Linked DNA regions of Mus musculus: region 1 is linked to region 2. A link is a contact called in public Hi-C data. All regions are on one chromosome and are shown on one strand. The core of a region is the stretch at or near the end of the contact, and the rest is flanking DNA. Distances in the headings are between cores, read along the strand shown.

The links. A called contact is a pair of places that touch in the nucleus more often than the background predicts.
Region 1: a Hi-C map of bone marrow-derived macrophages shows a contact between it and region 2, with 3 times the contacts expected there. The contact joins two enhancer-like sites. A contact is called at or near these places in 3 of 484 Hi-C or Micro-C datasets (the HPC-5 cell line, adipose-derived mesenchymal stem cells and bone marrow-derived macrophages) and 3 of 115 datasets of contacts at active chromatin or transcription factors (CD8 T cells, embryonic stem cells and extraembryonic endoderm stem cells).

What each region holds. Positions count from the first base shown.
Region 1 is chr15:41,762,598-41,769,689 of GRCm38.p6, reverse strand. All of the region lies in intron 3 of Oxr1 (oxidation resistance 1), which reads right to left. Among named protein-coding and RNA genes, the nearest start is that of Abra, 100 kb to the left of the region's middle. Within about 2 kb of position 4,914, at least 17 of the 459 cell types and tissues checked have an H3K27ac peak or open chromatin away from gene starts, as enhancers often do. A contact at or near this core is called in bone marrow-derived macrophages, where this site is marked.
Region 2 is chr15:41,608,703-41,615,562 of GRCm38.p6, reverse strand. All of the region lies in intron 2 of Oxr1 (oxidation resistance 1), which reads right to left. Among named protein-coding and RNA genes, the nearest start is that of Oxr1, 160 kb to the right of the region's middle. Within about 2 kb of position 3,167, at least 235 of the 459 cell types and tissues checked have an H3K27ac peak or open chromatin away from gene starts, as enhancers often do. A contact at or near this core is called in bone marrow-derived macrophages, where this site is marked.

The DNA.
Region 1 (7,092 bases), core at 3,665-6,164, 150 kb before region 2:
TATATTAGCTCCTCTCTTAGATTATTTCAGACTATTTAAATCTTATGTCAACTCATCCAGGTTTCCAATGGTTTATCATGAAATTTAAATAATAAAAATATAATATGAATTGTTTTAAAAAACAATCAGCATACTAAAAAAATAGAATCATATTTATTTAATCATATAAATACTATAACTCCTTTATGAATTTCATGGTTTTCTAGGTGTCAGTAGAAATGCAGTTTTGATGGGAAGAAAAAAAATACGTTAGAGAGTAAACTTGAAAGAGGTTGCTGAATGTCGAGCTTACAACTCTCAGAAGATCTTTATGGAATAGGCCAGTGCAGTTCAGAGACACACCCAAAACAATCTTGTTATTTAAGGAAATCTAAAACACTACAGAAGGAGGCCGACGGTAATACCAGATAGCACAGATCATTCTGTAGTTTATGACTGACTTTATAAACATAGCCGATGATTGACGTGGACAAGAAATCTGCAATTACAAGGTGAACTCATGTCTTGTAAATAGTTCATAGTAAATTCCATCAGCAGAGATTAACTTAAGAGTCAGCCTCTGTGTCCCAGATGATCAGCGCAGAAACAAAGGAGGCAGTGAGCCCAGCATTGTTTTACTCCTGTTTTCCTTTTTTACATTTTTTATTGGATATTTTCTTTATTTACATTAGAAACCCTTTCCAGGTACCCCCCCCAAACCCTCTATCCCATCTCCCCTCCCCCTGCTTCTATGAGGGTGCTGCCCCACCCACCCACCCACCCACTCGTGCCTCCCTGCCCTCAAATTCCCCTACACTGGGACATCCGTCGAGCCTTCACAGGACCAAGGGCCTCTCCTCCCATTGATGCCTGACAAGGCCATCCTCTGCTACATGTGTGGCTGGAGCCATGGGTCCTTCCATGTGTACTCCTTGGTTGGTGGTTTAGTCCCTGGTACCTCTGAGGGTTGGGAGGAGTCTGTTTGGTTGATATTGTTGATCTTCCTATGGGATTGCAAACCCCTTCAGCTCCTTCAGTCCTTTCGCTGACTCCTCCATTGGAGACCCCATGTTTCTCCTTTTTTTTTTAAATTTGATTTTTTTCCAGATATTTTTCACATGTGTGAATTTGCTTCATAGATTTACCTTTTTTGCATAATGATATGGAGGATAACATCAGAGGTTAGAATTAACAAAGAATACTGAGGCTAAAGAAAAACTGTTGACAGAGATCTTGGAAGTCGATTGCTTCTTAAGAGTTACTGGGGAGACTTCCGTGCGGCAACGGAATAGAAAGGTGTTGCTAACATCATCACAGTGTGGCGGTGCTTACCGTTGTGTGCTCTCTGCATTATACTATTTGCATGTGCCAGCAGTAAAGACAACTTGAGACTGCAGGCAGACCACATGCTTACATAGACACAGGGAAGCAACAATTTAAATGAAAAGGAGCAGTGTATAAAGTGTTCCCCTTTCTTCTTTACCTGCCTAGCTCTTTAACCATCTGCTCGTTCCATCCGTTTAATGCACCGAAATCCAAATGGAGACTAATACAGAATAAGCATTAGCCAACAAAGGATACACAGCTAAATTTAGATGACAGAGAACTTTCTTGGACAACTTGGTTTATTTTCAGACATTTGGACTCATTTAACCTGAAATTATTGACAAAAGCTAAAATAGAAGGGACTAGATGGGATATGATTACTCAGAAACAAAATAATTTTACAAACATTTTTTGATTTCATGCCAAATTAGTCTTCTAAAATTTGGCCTTTTAAAAAAAGAGTCAGAAATTTTTTAATAATTAATTACTCAAATAATAAATGACATTGCAAAGATAAAGCTACATGACACGGAAGGTAGAGTCTGTTCTATTCTAACCACAGAAATCATTATTTTCTCTCTCCAAACTTTTTTACTAAAATAGGAAGCATGTGTCTAAGTGGATCAGTGCTGTATCTTTTTACATTTTAAATTTTCTAGGAAGTCTATTTTTTTTAGCCTATGATTTGGTTTAAGGAATATATCAATACTATTTTCTCAATGAATATCAATAATATTTATCTTCTTTTCTAGGATATAAAGTGCAACCTTCCTGTGGATTTCGGTTTTACTTTCATTTCCAAACTAAGGATCCAGCATATCTTTAGGATAGCATCCTAATGAGGCTGTAGTAGTGTGGCACTCTCTAGAATAAACATCAGATGTACAGTTTCCTCTGAAGGCTAGCCTAGAGCTTCACTGATCGGACTTTTTTTTTTTTTTTCAGTTGGCAATTAAATATCCATATCAACACTACATTCCCTGTGTATGTTTATGTTGAAAACTACTGTTTGTACAGTCTTATTAGATACAACATCTCTTAGAAGACCGATTATGATCTTTAATGACCCAATTCAGCTCATTACAGAAACAGTAGCAATGCAATAAATACCGAATGACTAAGATAACAAGTACTAACAATGTAATGAAAATATATTAAATGTGAACTACATGGCCCTAAACTGACCTCACAACTATAAACTTGCATAATTCAATTTATACCTACTTAAAAGTTCAAACTACAAATAATATTCTGATACTTATTTTTGTTAAAAATGCCAACTAATAAGTAAAAAATGGAAGTCATGAGAGAGATTACTTCTGAAGACTTTGGTTTGTTTTGCATTTTGAAATTCCATCCATATGCATTCAGTAAAGCTGACTGTTATCCTCACATAAAGCAAAGCGATCAGTCATTGCTATAAGGAAACATGAATAAATGCTGCAGTAAAGATGTCAGAGAAATTTGCAGGCAAATGGATGGAACTTGAGAGTTTTATCCTGAGTGAGGTGACTTGGTCACAAAGGAATAAACATGGCATGTACTCAATGATAAGTAGATATTAGCCCAAAAGTTTGGAATACCCAAGATTCAATTCACAGACCATATGAAGCCTAAGAAGAAGGAAGACCAAAATGTGGATGCTTCAGTGCTTTTTAGAAGGGTGAATGAAATACTAACAGGAGGAAATATGGAGACAAAGTATGGAGCAGAGTCTGAGGAAAGGCCATCCAGAGACTGCCTCACCTGGGGATCATCCCATCTTGCTGGGAAGTGCCAGGAAGTGCTTGCTGATGGAAGCCTGATTTGGCTGTCTCCTGAGAGGCTCTGCCAGAGCCTGACAAATACAGAGGCAGATGCTTGCAGCCAACCATTGGACTGAGCCTAGGGGTCCCCAGTGGGGGAGTTGGAGAAGGGACTGAAGGAGCTGAGGGGGTTTGCAGCCCTATGGAAGGAGCAAGTGTCAACCAGCCAGACCCTCAGAGCTCTCAGGGACTGGACCACCAACCAAAGAGTACACATGAAGCGACCCATGGCGCTGGCCACATATGTGGCAGAGGATGGCCTTGTTGGACATCAGTGGGAGGAGTGGCCCTTGGGCCTGAGCGTGTTTGATGCCCCAGTGTAAGGGAATGCCAGGGCAGGAGGATGGGAGTGGGTGGGTGGGGGAGCACCCTCATAGAGGCAGGGGGAGGGGAGACAGGATAGGGAGTTTCTGAAGGGGAGACCTGGAAAAGGGAAAACATTTGAAATGTAAATAAAGAAAATATCCAATAAAAAACTATATATATATATATATATATATATATATATATATATATATATGTCAGAGTAAAGGGAACTGTTAATGAACAGTTGATGAGAGTGCAGTGCAGATTTAGTTCTGCCACCATGGCAAACTGTGGAGGTTCCTCAAAAATTAAAAATAGAATTGTCCTGTGATTCAGTGACCCCACTAAGTGGTATATACTCCAAAGAAGCAAAGCTAGCTTGCTTCACATCCATGTTTACCATGGCACTGCTAGAAAGAGCAAGCCATGGCTCTAGCCTAGATGGACATTACTTGGATGAGTGAATAAAAAACTGTGGTATACATACATAATGGACTTTCATATAGCCATAAAGAAGAGCTCAATTATATCACTTTCAAGAAAATGGAAGGAACTGGAGATCTTTGTGCTAAACGAAAGCCAAGTCCCACAAACTATGTATGATGTGTTTGCTGTTATGTGGGATTTAGGGGAAAGAAAGGCATGAAGGTGAAAGAAGGACTATATGTGACCTGAGAAGGGGGAGGGGCAGAAGTGAGACTGATAGGTGGGGTGAATAGGATCAAAGTGTGTTATATGAATGCGTGGAAATATCATAAAGAAACTTTATACTTTGTACAGTTAGTATGCATCATTGAAAAGTGACATTTTAGAAAACCTGAGGTTGTAATAGTATCTTGTAGCAATGCAGTTGCATGTTTATATTTCTATGAATGAATATGTACTCTTTATGCAGATAAGGAAATAACTAAAATGGCAAAAAAAAACTTCAGTAGTTACCAAAGCACACAGACCTTGATTAACACTTAACATGATAATCTTCATGCACTCCAGTCCCCAGTTATTTTATGCCCCCATAGCTCGCCACACGTACCCTGTACTTCTTGATCCTTTATCACTGAACCACTATTAGACATATTTAATTAATCTTCAATGGTCTAGGTGTCTCCAGGCCAAGTAACAACTGCACACTTCCCTTCTACTCCAAAAAGCCCCGTGAGCTTCCTCATTTCCAGCCCTGCACCCAACTATTCCAGGTGGCAACACACCATAAGGCAATCCTTGATGCTCAAGGGTAAGAGCTGCCTGGAATTCAATATGAGTCCTGAATTACAATCATGTCAAAAATAAGGAATGCAAGTGTTAATAATTCTATACACTTAAATATTTATTGTGGGTATTTAACAGTGAGAGATCTAGCAAATGAAAAGTTGTAGTTAATAATAAATATACCTCCTTTTATTTCCTCTTTTTTCATCTACCATCAAGTTGCTTCCTCTTCTGCATTATCTAATGATCTCTATATTCCACCCACATGCACGTCAGTCTTATAGTGCCTATCAAGGATAAAAACACAACACATCTCTCCTGTTGCCCATAATTAAAACAACAGCACAATGCCCTCCAACAACAAACTAACAGTGGAGCCAACTCAAGACTTGGTTGCAAGACTCTGTGAGACTCATAGAGTAGTTTATTTCTGTGCCTGGTTTCTTAGATGAGAGCTGGAAATGGAAAGATGGGGGTATTAGGCTTCAAAAAGTGAGGAGGTTTCTTTAGTTCCATGATTCTATCAGTTAGTATGTTTTAACAATTATTAATTTCTGAAATAACACTGGGGCCAGGGAGAGTCACACTTCCTCAAAACTGTAGATGAAGTAATGACATCTAAGAAATTAGTGCTCCAACTATCATGAAATTTACCTTCCCATGGAAAGAGGAGACAAGGTAATGGAATGAGTTTTTTTAGGGCTCATCCATAAATTCCTAGACAGATGCAAGAAGTTCTCTGTTTTAAGAATAAGACTGCTATTTATAGAAGCACCACGCAGAATTTCAGTCACATTGACTATTTTGTTTCACACTGTCATGATCTCCATCCACAGTTATATCAGACCTTACAATTAATGAATACCACCTGTCTTAGTCAGGATTTCTATTCCTGCACAAACATCATAACCAAGAAGCAGTTGGGGAGGAAAGGGTTTATTCAGCTTACAATTCCATACTGCTATTTATCACCAAGGAAGTCAGGACTGGAACTCAAACAGGTCAGGAAGCAGGAGCTGATGCAGAGGCCATGGAGTTATGTTCTTTACTGGCTTGCTTCCCCTGGCTTGCTCAGCCTGCTCTCTTATAGAACCAAGATTACCAGCCCAAATATGGTCCCACCCACAAGGGGCCTTTCCCCCTTGATCATTAATTGAGAAAATGCCTTACAGTTGGATCTCATGGAGGCATTTCCTCAACTGAAGCTCCTTTTTCTGTGATAACTCCAGCTGTGTCAAGTTGACACAAAACTAGCTAGTACACCACCCAAGAATGAATGGGCAATTTTGTTTTCTTTCCCCCTCCAAAAGAGTTTATTAAAAATGTTTGCATTCTTCCTAAGTGGAATTATGAATATTCACATGCTTTAATTGTTGATAAATTATTTTTGAAATCTAGAGAATGGTATATATTATAGAAACAAATCTGCACTTTTTGGCATATCAATACTTAAAAGTGACAGTAACTAAAGGCAAACACGTGCTTATGAGTTTTTAAAAATTGAATTAAACATGAAAAATGTAGACACTGGCAATGACAACAGTGGATCTCGGGAGTTGTACTACAAACTTTTCAGGAACAAGGCGGCAGTCGGATGGCTAGGACACTGCGCTAGAGAACAGAAGATGCAAGCTCCACTCACAGAGCCTGTGCTGACTCACAGGGTGGCGTTGTGCTTACCAGTTCATTGCTCTCCTCTCTGAAGATGCTCAAATTTAGGAGTGCATTCCTAGACTCCTAGAAATTATGCCTGTTGGTATTACTACAAAGCGTTACGTAAAGGAACAACAGATGAGCAAAATAGATAAAAAGCTATTATCAGCAAAGAGTATAAGGTGTGACTTTTTATTTGTTAAAAAATGGTTTTCTTTTACTTCATTGTCATAAAGTGGTGCTTCTCTTTGTACCTTTTCTGTCTTGGGGTAAAATAATCCTTTCATTTTCGGGAGAGAAATGAGGAATTATGTCAAATGATACCAAAGGGCAGCTTTGGTATATCTTCCCTTTGCGCTTTTTAAGTCTGATTGTGTGCTCTTTCACAATAATCTAGCAGACTGTTGCTTGACTTATTACTGAAGCTGCACATCACCCAGAAGCAAGAATTCATCACTAAAGGGAGCGCCACATACTTCAAGAAGTAGTTAAACCTGCCTTACCCTCCTCCAACCCTCCAGCACTTGTCAGGTGCTCTGCCTAGTGCCTAGCTCAGAGGATGCTAAGTGGAGGTAAGTGTCTGAGCCCACAGCACCACCACCCCACTGATCAGCAACAATGAAGATGGCAGCTTATGCTCACACTGTAGCATGGTGAGGGTGGCAGCAGATAGCACATGACGACTGGGCATCCACCGAGAGCCAGAGAAGCGCTGGGCCAGCTAACCTTGGCGGACAAGGGAAGGAAGAAAACATTTTTTCTAGACTCTATAAGTTTTATAGTAATGTGGTTTTGAAAATGAATATTTAATCAA
Region 2 (6,860 bases), core at 1,918-4,417:
ATGAACAGACTGTAAGATGCAGTGCTCTGCCCTATGTCCCCTTAGTTTTCTCTCCTTGGAGTGGACATTGACTTCTGTCTTATATGTATACATAAGATGCATAATTAACACATAGGTACTTGCACATTAACTTTTTAAAAATGTTTTTATTAGGTATTTTCTTCATTTACATTTCATATGCTATCCCAAAAGTCCCCCATACCCCCCCCCACTCCCCTACCCACCCACTCCCACTTTTTGGCCCTGGCATTCCCCTGTACTGGGGCATATAAAGTTTGCAAGTTCAATGGGCCTCTTTTTCCAGTGATGGCCGACTAGGCCATCTTTTGATACATATGCAGCTAGAGTCAAGAGCTCCGGGGTACTGGTTAGTTCATAATATTGTTCCACCTATAGGGTTGCAGATCCCTTTAGCTCCTTGGGTACTCTCTCTAGCTCCTCCATTGGGGACCCTGTGATCCATCCAATAGCTGACTGTGAGCATCCACTTCTGTGTTTGCTAGGCCCCGGCATTGTCTCACAAGAGAGAGCTCTATCTGGGTCCTTTCAGCAAAATCTGGCTAGTGTGTGCAATGGTGTCAGCGTTTGGAAGCTGATTATGGGGTGGATCCCTGGATATGGCAGTCTCTAGATGGTCCATCCTTTCATCACAGCTCCAAACTTTGTCTCTGTAACTCCTTCCTTGGGTGTTTTGTTCCCAATTCTAAGAAGGGGCAAAGTGTCCACACTTTGGTCTTCGTTCTTGAGTTTCATGCATATTAACTTATTGTACTATTTGTATATAATAAATACATAATGTAAAATATGTTACACTGTTATAAGTATTTACACTAAATATCTGAGACAGTTCTTTCTTTACCTTCATGGTTTTATTTTATCTGCCAGTCATTTTTTTAGAGAGTGCATACTTTCCTTTCTGAGCAAAGGGAAGAATTCTGTCTTTCTTCAATTCTTTTTCTTAAATGATCACATTAAGAACAGTAATAATTTAGAAATTCATGCTTTTGTAACGTTTTATAAAATTAATTTGGTTTTATAAAATGATAATATTTATAGAAAATTTTCATCCATCAATAGTCCTGATTTTGCACAGGTATGAGAAAGAGGTAATCGCAACATTTATATTCTGCCTCCAAACTCAGCAGTCATCATTATTAATGTTGTTCTTGAAACCAGGGCTGTGTTTAGATGGGAATGTCTTAGAATGACAGGTATTAGCAAATGAGAAATGGATCTCTGTGTCGCACTAGAATTCATGGATTGTTTGTTCTTCACCAATATCCCCAGACAAACGGTAAGAGAAAATAATGTATTAGAAGTGTTGTTTCTTGCTTGTGGAAACTGGCCATGGCAGCCTTTGAAGGCATAGGCAATTTCAGCAGGATAATGAAAGTCTGCAGATATTTCCGGGCATGAAAGAGCTTCTCCATGGCTTGGGCCATTCTCATTGTCAAAGCACTGATGAAATGAAATGGTGTTGAAAGTAACTTCAGGGTGAATAGTAAGGAGTACACTGGAAACTATACTACTAGGGCCATGTCTGCTCATCAACCGTGGCTCTGCATACATAGTCCTTTGCTTACATAACACAGGCACCAAACGGGAAACTCTTTAAAAGGATAGCTACATAGTGAATTATTGTGCGTACAAGTCAGCTAATAGTCAATAATCTATGCTTTTTTAAAGAGAATGGGACAGGTGCTGGAGGGATGACTCAGCAGTTAAGAGCACTGGCGTTCTTCCCGAGGACATGAATTCAATTCCCAGAAACCACATGGAACCTCATAACTTTCTGTAACTCCAGTTCCAGGAGATCCAACATCCTCACAGAGACATACATGCCATCAAAATACCAAGGCACATAAAATAAAAGTAAACCAAATACGTAAAAGAAAACAGAACACCTGTGAATGAATCTTGCCCAGTTGCAGCTTCTTCATGACAGCTGTTGAAAGCTTGCCGTAATGATGTATTTTTGACAGACTTTGTGATAAAATGATAATAAAATGCCACATATCACAAGCAATATATTTATTACATTAGTGAGGGGAGAAATAAAAAAATGAGAAACTGATACAGTAGTAAAAACCTGGTATGCACAAGTGAGGCAAAGTCATAGCATAAACATTAAGAAAATAAGAACCATAAGACTGATATGCCTATGTTTTTTCAAAAATCAGGATCATCTTCCCCCTAGGGAAAGATGCTACATAGGAAGCAGAAGATATTTCACCTATTTAGGCAAACATAGGAGGAGAGAAGATGGTTCTTCGATAAGTTTCTGGAAGCAAGGAAGAAGGAAGTAATTATTTTGCTTAGCAGTGGGCCCCATTGCTGGGCACAGACTCTGCTATGGTGCAAGCACTTAGTAAATTAATAGATAACTTGATCTTAAGTGAGCATACTCTAGCTTACCAAGTGGGATATGAATAAAATATCAGTTGAAGTTGTTTCAACATTTTGCCAGTTAGGATGTCTGAGGCACTTAATGGTCTATTTGATACTATGAAGCTGCAGTTTATAGGGTACATGTACATTCATGCATACGTGAAGATCAATGTCTATTTATTTGTAGGATGTTGGAGCCTTTTTTTTTACCTCTCATTCCTCCGCAGATTGAGTCTCTAGAAAGTCGTATTAGTGTCTGGGCAGAGAGATTAATGAGGCTCAGAGCTGCCTAACATATTGTGGCATTGTTTATTATATGGATTTTCTAAAAGCTAAAAACTTACATAGATAAAATCATAATACAGAGAAAACTTAGCTCATCATCGGTGATAGCTGCTCTTCTCTTTCTTTCAAATGACATTCAGAGTACTAAACAATTTGTGACACAACTCTTTTATCAGAGAGTAACACTAGACAATGGTGCTATATATATATATATATATGTAAGCAAATTCTGTTGTTGCATTTCTTAGCTTCTTTGTTCACTGCATAAAAATTCAATGCCTCTTTAGTAAGTACTGCTTCTGCTGAGTAAACTAGAACAAGCCAAAAATCCTTAATGAAAAGCTGTTCAGGAAACAGCTGCACTACGTTATGGTCTCATGACTCAACAGATCGATGTAAGTCGTCAGAGGAAGTAGGTGGGGAGAAAAGGCCGAGGTCTGTGTTCTATTTCCAGCTCTAGCCCCAGCCTCTGGGTGACCTGTGATGAGTCACAGCTGTCTTTCTGAGTGCTTGCAGTGACTCAGGCTTGCTTTAAGAAGTTTCCTGTTCAGTTCCATGTTATAGATCACTTCCTCTCAAAGGCTTTAACAGTACAAAATGATCCTTTTCATTCTTGGTCTGTTATGCAAAATAACTGGCAGCTCCTTCTGTGAAGTGAAATGACATTTCATTTATATCACCTAGTAGCAATGCAGAAGCTAGGGAGCAGTCAACAAAGTCTTGAATTATTGGACTCAGCAGCACTTCCTCCCTTCCCACACAGAACTGGAATGTTAAATTTTTCATGGATTACCTGGAAGCCACACTCTGAAGTCAAAGTGTAGCACATTTTATCCCACTGTGCCAGGCAGCTGCATCAGAGGAGACCAGACAGAGTTTTTGATAGCACTCTCCAGAGAATCCCCTCCTGTCAGTGTCTCCCTGAGAATCACCTTATCACATACGCATAAATAGACGGAGTTATTGTTAACTTGGGGCATCTAGATACACTTGACTCTAAAACTTAAAAAAGAAAAAAGCCTGAACCTCCATTTAATTTGCCGGGTTATTTTTATTAGCAGAAAACTTTTGAACTAAGACTTCAAACTTGTTTTATGAAGCCTTCCTTGTAATTACTCTATTTAACTTGTGATCTCTGGATTTACTTAAAACTTTTAAACACTAAATTAATTATTGTTACATAACCCACTGATGGAAGGCACACCAATATTGGCTTTGGTGTTGTTAGATAAAACATAGGTTTTATCCAATGTAGAACTCTGAGATTCTAATTAAACCAAAAGGAGAAGACCTTGCCAGGCATAGCTTGAGCAAGGGTACCAGTCACACACAAGTATGCATCAGGAGACCTCCCAGGGTAACTCAGGAATAGGGCCTTTTCACCCCATATGGTTCCATAGCCAATCGGAGGAAGACATTATATCAAACTACAGTCAGTCATGTTTACTGAATAATCTTTAATTCAGAACAAGCAAGTTCTCAGAGCAAAGCACTGCCACAGGGTAGAACGTCTTCCTGCATTGTGTGAGAAGAGTGGTTAGGGGGGTGAAGAGAGAGTGACATAAAGAGAATGCTTCATAATACAGAAGGGTGATTATAGCTGACAACAATTAATTATACACTACAAAATAGCTAGTACAGGGCATGGTGAATGTTCCTAACAGAAGAAAATTGAGCTAATACATATTCCAATTGCTCAGATTTGATCATTACATGTATGTATTGAATTATCATACATATCATATTCCATAAATATGTACAGTTGCTGTGTATCAATTAAAAAATAACAATGCTTCACCAAGGAAGTATTCAAAATATAAGAGCACAGAATTGAAAATAAATTAGCCTCAGTGTACAAAAATTTCATAGTTTAGGGCAAAACTGTACATTTTTGAATGGTGAGGAGAAGATAGCAGAAGAAAAAAGATGGAGATCCATTAATAACATGGTATATTCATATGCTCATGTGCTAAGGTCTGTTGTTGGCTTTTAGATGTTTTCTCTCGCTCCTTCCTTCACCCTCCTTCCCTATATATCTGTCTGTCACCTATCATCTACTTATCTATGATCTATCTATCTATCTATCTATTATCTACCTATGATTTATTTATCTCTCATCTATCTATCCCTCCTCTCTCCCTCCATGTATGTGTCATCATCATCTATCTATATCTTTTCTTTCATTGCAATGCCTGTAAAATCAGCCTGTTGCTGCACAGTTGGAAGCTTTGATACTGGCTCCAATTCTACATGCACATCAAAATTCCTAAAATACGAGACAGTGGCTTGCAAGAAAATAATTTTTTAGAAGTGCTTTTTTGTGTGTGTGTGAAGCAGGTAACTATTTTATGAAAAATATGATTTGTAATAACTTTGATGTTTCAACATCAGAGATTCAGAAAAGTTTGATATTTATTTAAACATGAGCTGATAGAAATAACATGACTCTTTATTTTGTATTTATCCTCCTTAGAATGCATGCTCAAGAAGGATATATAGTAAACATACTTTGTTTTCCCCTGACAAAACTAAAAATGTTCTATAAACTAGAAAGAAAGAAATACTCAAAGGGTATAAGAAAGTTGTATTGGCAGATGCTTTTCTAGTGCCATAGAGAATTAATAATAACTAGTTACTCATTAAAAACTCACAAGCAGCTGTAGCTTATGTTTCCTCAGCTAGGCTAGACACCATACTAGATGCTGGAGACATAATGGTGGGAAAAGAAGACATCACCATAGATGTCAGCATGCCATCAGCCAGAATCTTGACCAGTGCCTTGGAATTCTGGAATATGCACATCACTGTAATAAGTATATGCCTCAAGAGTTTAAGAGGAACGCACAATCAGGTATACTTATATATAGGATGGGAAGCAGAGAATGGACTGATAATTGGAGCACTACTAAAAAAGGTATTGAAATGGTTTGGGTGGGATATAATGAGGTCTTGAATGAAGACATTGTCATTGACAGAGAACAAAAAAGATTTAATTATGCTCAGGATGTTACTGCTCATAGGTCAGGATTAAAGAACCCACATAGGCAATTTTAGCTCCTAGTACATTCATGGAAATGTATAGTAGTACTTGTTGGCAATCAGGCACATCTACAGACAGCTAAAAGTGACTCCACGACAATCAGGCATCTTTACAGCCAGCTTTCGATACACTTTATCTTTATCTGCCCAAGAGGCGACAGTGTTGCTCCTGTCGCATGCCCCTTTGCGCATGCTCCTCAACTTCAACAAACTTCATGTTCTTCCTGACACCATTCTTTCTTCTCTCTCTCTCTCCCAGAGGTGGCCTCTGTATCCCCCGTCCAATAAACTCCGACATGAGACAAGCAGCATGGTGTGATTTTTTTTTTTTTTTTTTTTTTTTGGTCAGGACCCACCACCCAGTCCTATTAGTAATGGACAGAAATTTAAACATGCACCGCTTTCCAGCTTGCATATATATACCCAGAAGGCCGACCTTAGCCAACACTGAGACACTGCATACAAAAACTTGGCTGTTCTTTAGTGAGTGGCTGAGTAGGAACCGAGGAAAGGCAGGCACCAGGCCAGCTTAGGGTACACAGCACTTCCTGGCAATGGAAACTGTTCCCAAAGGGTAATAACATCTGACCAGGCACTCAGGAAACAGCAGGAAGAAGCAAAGATGTAGTAATATAAGGGAGGACATCCTGGGCTCTTGTAAGTGAACATAAAAATACAGTGGTTAAAGAAGGAGGGCACGGGGACAATTTCCAACATCTAGGCATGGTAAATGCAGCCTGCCTTTCAGCAGGGGGAGGGTAGGATAAGAAAGCAGTCGATCCCAAAGCCTTATATCTGATTAAATTCCACTAAACTTGGAAGATGACAGATCTGCTAAAGAACTATCATGTTTTAGTTTCTGTTATTTCAACAGGCCTTCCAAATGTTTAATCCTCTAAATTGGCTTTCAGGAGAAATAACCGTAAAAAGAGTTTTCAACGTTTACGGAATAACAGAGGAGGGAATGTTGACTCGACTTTCATTAAGTGATCAACTTAAAACCTATCATAAATTAAAAAGCCCGAGTAGAAAAGTGTTTGATTTTTAATTTTCATTCTTCACAAATACAACATTAAGTAAAGGACGTGATCCTAAATTTAGAATTATTCTAAATTAAAACAGAATTTAAAAAAAAAAACTAGTCACAG